Linked DNA regions of Mus musculus: region 2 is linked to region 1. A link is a contact called in public HiChIP or PLAC-seq data. All regions are on one chromosome and are shown on one strand. The core of a region is the stretch at or near the end of the contact, and the rest is flanking DNA. Distances in the headings are between cores, read along the strand shown.

Region 1 (2,716 bases), core at 56-2,555:
TCTCCAACCACCCTCCCCAACCAGTTATTAAAACTCCTTCTTAAACATTTCAGGGAAGAATAAAAAAGGACACAAGTAAGTTTCTTTCTTTCTTTCTTTCTTTCTTTCTTTCTTTCTTTCTTTTTTTTTTTTTTTTTTTTTTTTTTTTTTTTTTTTTTTTTGGTTTTTCGAGACAGGGTTTCTCTGTATAGCCCTGGCTGTCCTGGAACTCACTGTGTAGACCAGGCTGGCCTCCAACTCAGAAATCTGTCTGCCTTTGCCTCCCAAGTGCTGGGATAAAAGGCATGCGCCACCACTGCCCGGCAGGACACAAGTTTCTTATTAAAAAAAAAAAAAAAAAAAAAAGACTTTCCTTCTCAGCTGAGATTTAGCTTCCTTGTGAACCACTGTCCGTCACGAGTCCAGACTCTTCTTTCTAAAAAGGTTTGTTCTTTGGTCTTTGGCATGACCAGTACAGCACTAGATATTTACGAGGAGATAGGAGGTCCCAATGGTGCCAATCTATCTTTATTCATTCATTCATTATTTCTATGTTCCCAGTTAGATTCTCTGAGTTCTTTACAAGTGAATTCTAGAGAGCTGGGCTTTTAATTTTGTTCTATAATTTTAAATCATATCTGTGCACCTTGACCTGTGCACTACACTGTATGGATTCCAATGTTCACACTAAGACTTTTTTTCCAGCTGTGGCAAACTGGTTATTTTATTTAACTACAGGACGAGATTGTCTATTGTAGTGGTGTATTTATAACTAAAGCCTTCTTCATCCCAGGCAAGCAGGGACTTTACCCCTAAGATGCTCAGTAACCCTTTTTTGTAGTTTGTACCTTTTGCCCAGGTTATCCTTGGATTTGGCATCCTTCTGTCTTAAGCTCCTGAGCATCTGCGAAGACACGGAGTGACAAATAGGCTGATTGTAAAATCATCTTAACAGAAAGTGGTCATTTCCATACAATTTTTTGCTGATTTATTTTAAAGTTAAATTGAGTCAACGTGAATTTTACATATGGAATAAACCTCATAATAAGTAGACTTTGAGTTTTAAATCAGTACAGATTGACCAGAAATAATCAGCAAACATTAGAGTCAAAGGCTCGACTCACATTCAAACATCTCCGGTAGTGAACCCGGGATTTTAAAAGCAGCCCGACTCCCTATGGCTGTCCCAGTGCAAAAAATGCTCGCGTTCCCATCCATCCTCACCTGCAGAGGTGAAGAAACACAGGAAACACACACGTCACCAGCCTGTTTTCCTGGCGCCTCGTCGCACAGACTTGTGGGAAGTGTAGTCTTCCGTTGGATCGCTTCACAAGGAGCCATTGTGGAAACGGCACTTCCGCATTGCGACTGCACTAGTGCATTTTCTCTCAAAGTTGGGCGATTCTCTGGTCCTGCTCCGCGCTCGGCTTGCATCGCTGACATGGAGGTTGGTCCAGGGTGTCGCGTACCGCTGCAGGTCGGAGGGACCGAGGGCGGGTCCGGCCCGGAGGCGGCGGAGGAGGGGTGGCCCGGAGGCGGGAAGAACAGACTTGGTGGAGCCCTGCTGACCTAGGCTGGGCCACAGCGTCTGGAAGCCTGCTGGGGCCGGGGAGAGGGCATGCGGTTGGTGCTGGAAGTGAACGCTCTTGTGAGCTCAGAGTAGCTGCCTGGGTCTCTTATAGAGGCTGTATTGGTAAGAAAGGAATTGGGAATATGAAAATCCAGGATTGCTCGGACAGGCGGGTCTGCTCGTAACCTGTACCTGGAAGTGGTGGTGGTGGACTCATACATCTCAGATTGGCTATGGACCCACGCCTTCCCCGCGCTTGTCAGTTTTCTCAGGACACCTAGACCAAGTGGAGATCTGGCCCCTCCTGTACTTTATAGCCGGCCTAATACTTTTAGTTTGTATTGATAGAAGTTCATAGAGTTACTAGTTTCCAAGGACGGAGAGTTTTGCGAGAGAGATTGATGCATGGGATGTTAATCCCATTTTCATTGGAACAGAGATTTATGGACTGCCGTTTTAAATAGGAATACTTAATGATCACTGCTGTGACCTGAATCCTCAGACTAACACCCCCATGCAGAGCTAGAATGATCCCCTAAAGGAAAAGATTCTAGCTTTGCAAAACAAGAAATTACTGATCCTGCACTGTACTGGAGAAGAATAACTCATCCAATTCCATTGGGAATTATGATGCCATTAGTTTGTGGGAGATGAGTTGGCTAGAGGCTACAAGGGTGTCTAGGGATTGACTGTAAGGGGACAGAGGTGCTTGAGTTTCTCTGGGAAAGAGAAATAGTCCTGCCTACCTGACCGGATGCTTACAGTGCTCTCTGATCGATCCCATGGTTTTCTCCCGTCGTTGTCCACTGCATACTGTGTCTAAAACTGTCACTAGTTGTGGGATCTGTGTTCCACGAGTGCCCTTAAACAGTTCGTCCGGAACCGTTTCTCCCAAGTTTTTATACTGGGTCAAAAGAGTAAGAGATGACTTTAAGAGCTATGGTTCACTCGGGATCCTGTAGTTTTTTCACAGTGGGCTGCTCACATAGTCTTTTGTTTGTACAAGTGAAAATATGAGGGAAGGAATTACTCATTTTAGAAACTCACATATAGTGACGTTGTTGTATTACACATGTCGTCCTTACAAAGACTCTGATAGGAAAGTTTGCAGGATGGCGATGATGATGCTCACCATCCCCTGGTGATCTGTGTGACATCTGTTGGTTA
Region 2 (2,912 bases), core at 75-2,574, 310 kb before region 1:
CACACTAGAAGATATTTTAAATTGCCAATAATATTTTTAAAGATTATTTATTTATTTATTTATCGTGTAGTCAGCATTCTTCCTGCATGTATGCTAGCAGGCCAGAAGAGGGCACCAATTCTCACTATAGATGCTTATGAGCCACTCTGAGCCACCATATGGATACTGGGAATTGAACTCTGGACCTCTGGAAGAGCAGCCAGTGCTCTTAAGCTCCGAGCCATCTCTCCAGCCCTGTTAATAATATTTTGAAATGGAGATACCTCAAGTGTCTTGTCATAAGAAGTATCTTGTGGCCTGAACAGGCAGTGACGCTATCTCGGTGGGCATGAGTGATCTCATTAGCATGTGTTATGATAGACTTCAACAAACAACACTGGATTTACATTCAATCTCTTTATAACCATCCTAAAAGATTTGAAAGACAAATGCATATTTCTTATAGAGAAAACATAGCTCCAAGGCCAACAGTTGTTATTCAAGGTCAAAACTCATAAATAAAAGGAAGGAAAACAGGGCTGGTCTGTTTTCTTGAACTTAATCTCCCCCCCCCCCCGCCGCCCCCCGCCACACCCACCTCCCATGCGCAACCGTGTTAAGATTTTTCTTTTTTTTTTTTTTTTCTTTTTTTTATGGCATCTCCACCAGATTTATTTTTAAAGGAATGACCTAAGGGAGAAAAAACTAGGGTACAGAAGTATGGGCTAGAAAATAAATACAAATGTAAGCTGTTTCACTAATTTTATAACCACAAACTTGTACAGAGAATGAGGCCCTCTACAGAACACAACAGGTTCAGACGAGGCGTTCCCTTAACAAGGCTGAAGATCCGGACTCTGGTATTTGACATTTAGGATGCAGTCAGTCCACGCTTTTACCCAGATTTGAAGAGAAGAATGGCCACCTGACCCAGGTAGAAGTAGACGAAGTGTTTGGTTTCGTACGTCACGTAACTACCGAAGTTCCGGCCCACAATGCAGTGCCAGGTGGGGTTGTACTTCTTGTCAAACTCCTTCTTGATATGGGCCGCAATATCCTTCTCTGTGCTGTACTTCTCCAGCGCCTGGATAGCACACCTCACCGAGTCCTGCTGCATCTCTTCCGACATGTCTACAGTTTTTATCACTGCCTTCCGATCGCACATGGTTACCGCGGAGCAGGGGCCAATCGGCCGCTGCGTGCCCCTAGGGAAGATGCTGGCGGTGCTCAAGCAGCAGCAGCAGACAGCCGGTCCCTGCTGAAGCCGAAGCCGTGGCGCATCTCTTAGCTAAATATTTAACTGTATGCGTTTGCTACCTTTTCTTTACCCCTTCAGGAGCCATTTGGTAGGTGGTTTATTTTGTCACAAAAAGCAAGAAACCGCCTCATTGTGACTGCACAATTACCCGCTGACCCTCTGAGGTGGGGAGCCGAACCCTGGAGACCTGGCTTTTCATGAATCAGAAATTCACATGTGTGAGGAAATGCAGTGGAAGCAGCAGACACTGCTGTTGCTTGAGGGAAATATTTTAAATGAACCGGCCTACTCTCCAATAAAATCAAAACTTTTTTTTTTTTTTTTTTTTGGTTTTTCGAGACGGGGTTTCTCTGTATATCCTTGGCTGTCCTGGAACTCACTTTGTAGACCAGGCTAGCCTCTAACTCAGACTCCCGAGTCCTGGGATTAAAGGCGTGCGCCACCACGCCCGGCGCACTGTGTCTATTTCACGAGGGGGAAAAATGAGCGTATTTCCCTAAGAAACTTCAGAAAGACTGATTTAAACACGCGGGACCTGATGAACCTCTAATGGCTTCATCTTAATTAGTTATACCTGTGATGCTCCTGTTTCCAAATACGGGCACACGCCGGAGCTCTGTGTTCATATTCCTGAAAGATTCAATTAACCCATAACATTTGCTGTCATACCTTGCTGACATGTTCGCAGCTGTGTTCACAGACCTGAAGATGGCACTGTGCATCAGCTGAAAACATTCTCAAACCACCCGCAACAGAAAAATCCGCACACTGCCCACAGCCCTGGCTAATACATGAAATTATATAAAGATTCAGATCATATTTCAATTTGAATTGGATGTACCTACGTTACCATTTTTCCCCCCATTTTACTTATTTGAAGCTTCTGGTTAATTGCAAGTTCCCAGACAAGGTTAAGAGAGCAAGATTTACCCACAGATATGCAAGAAAAATTTCCGAGCCTTTGCAAGTGACTCATGCCTGATACCCCCAACTTTATAACTACTATAAGCTCTTAGTTCTTATCATTTCTCAGCAGTAAATGGGGCCACTGATTAGCAGAAAAGAGCAATCTTCCTGGCTTTGGCAGCCCATTCAACTAATCACAGTACTTGGGAGGCAGAGGCAGGTGGATGGATCTCTGTGAGTTCAAGGCCAGCCGGGTCTACAGAGCCAGTTTTAGGACAGCTGGGGCTACAGAGAAAACCTATGTCAACAGAAACAAAACAGAACAAAACAAACAAACCAAAAACAAAGAGGAGGAGGAGGAGAGGAGGAGGAAGAGGAGGAAGAAGAGGAAGAGGAGGAGGAGGGAGAGGAGGAGGAAGAGGAAGAGGACAGACAGAAATAACAAATCTCTTCCCCATTCTGGGCCCCTTTTCCTTTCTAACTTTTACATTTAAAAACAAAGAGTTAATAGCAATTTAAGCACTTATTAATGTTTAATATGTTCACTATGGCACAGAATTCCAGGAAAAATATGTACATGTCTTATTAATTACATCTCTCAATGCTATCACCCAATGCTTAATAAAAAGCAACGAGAGGAGGAAGGGTTTATTCTGGCTTGCAGCTCAACAGGATTATTCCACCATGGTGGGAAGACAAGGCAGCAGGCAGGGATGATATGGTGGCAGGAAGTGCCAGGTCAGAGTACACATCACACACAGTAAGCAGA

Evidence for each region. HiChIP or PLAC-seq counts read pairs in DNA pulled down with a chosen protein or histone mark.
Region 2: an H3K4me3 HiChIP or PLAC-seq map of embryonic stem cells shows a contact between it and region 1, with 21 read pairs. The contact joins the promoter of BC048507 here to the promoter of Zfp748 in region 1. A contact is called at or near these places in 9 of 39 promoter capture datasets (the HPC-7 cell line, cranial neural crest, embryonic stem cells and 5 more), 1 of 484 Hi-C or Micro-C datasets (nephron progenitors), 5 of 115 datasets of contacts at active chromatin or transcription factors (embryonic stem cells, large pre-B cells and stem cell-derived neural progenitor cells) and 2 of 9 other capture datasets (adipose tissue and pancreatic islet).

Annotation. Positions count from the first base shown.
Region 1 is chr13:67,551,741-67,554,456 of GRCm38.p6, reverse strand. It overlaps Zfp748 (zinc finger protein 748), which reads left to right and starts at 1,305. Exons shown (of 4, transcript NM_001035231.3): 1 at 1,305-1,426. The coding sequence starts at 1,421. It overlaps 9430065F17Rik (RIKEN cDNA 9430065F17 gene), which reads right to left and starts at 1,255. Exons shown (of 5, transcript NR_131100.1): 1 at 1,204-1,255; 2 at 828-883.
Region 2 is chr13:67,861,738-67,864,649 of GRCm38.p6, reverse strand. It overlaps BC048507 (cDNA sequence BC048507), which reads right to left and starts at 1,324. Exons shown (of 1, transcript NM_001001185.3): 1 at 727-1,324. The coding sequence starts at 1,144. The coding sequence ends at 875.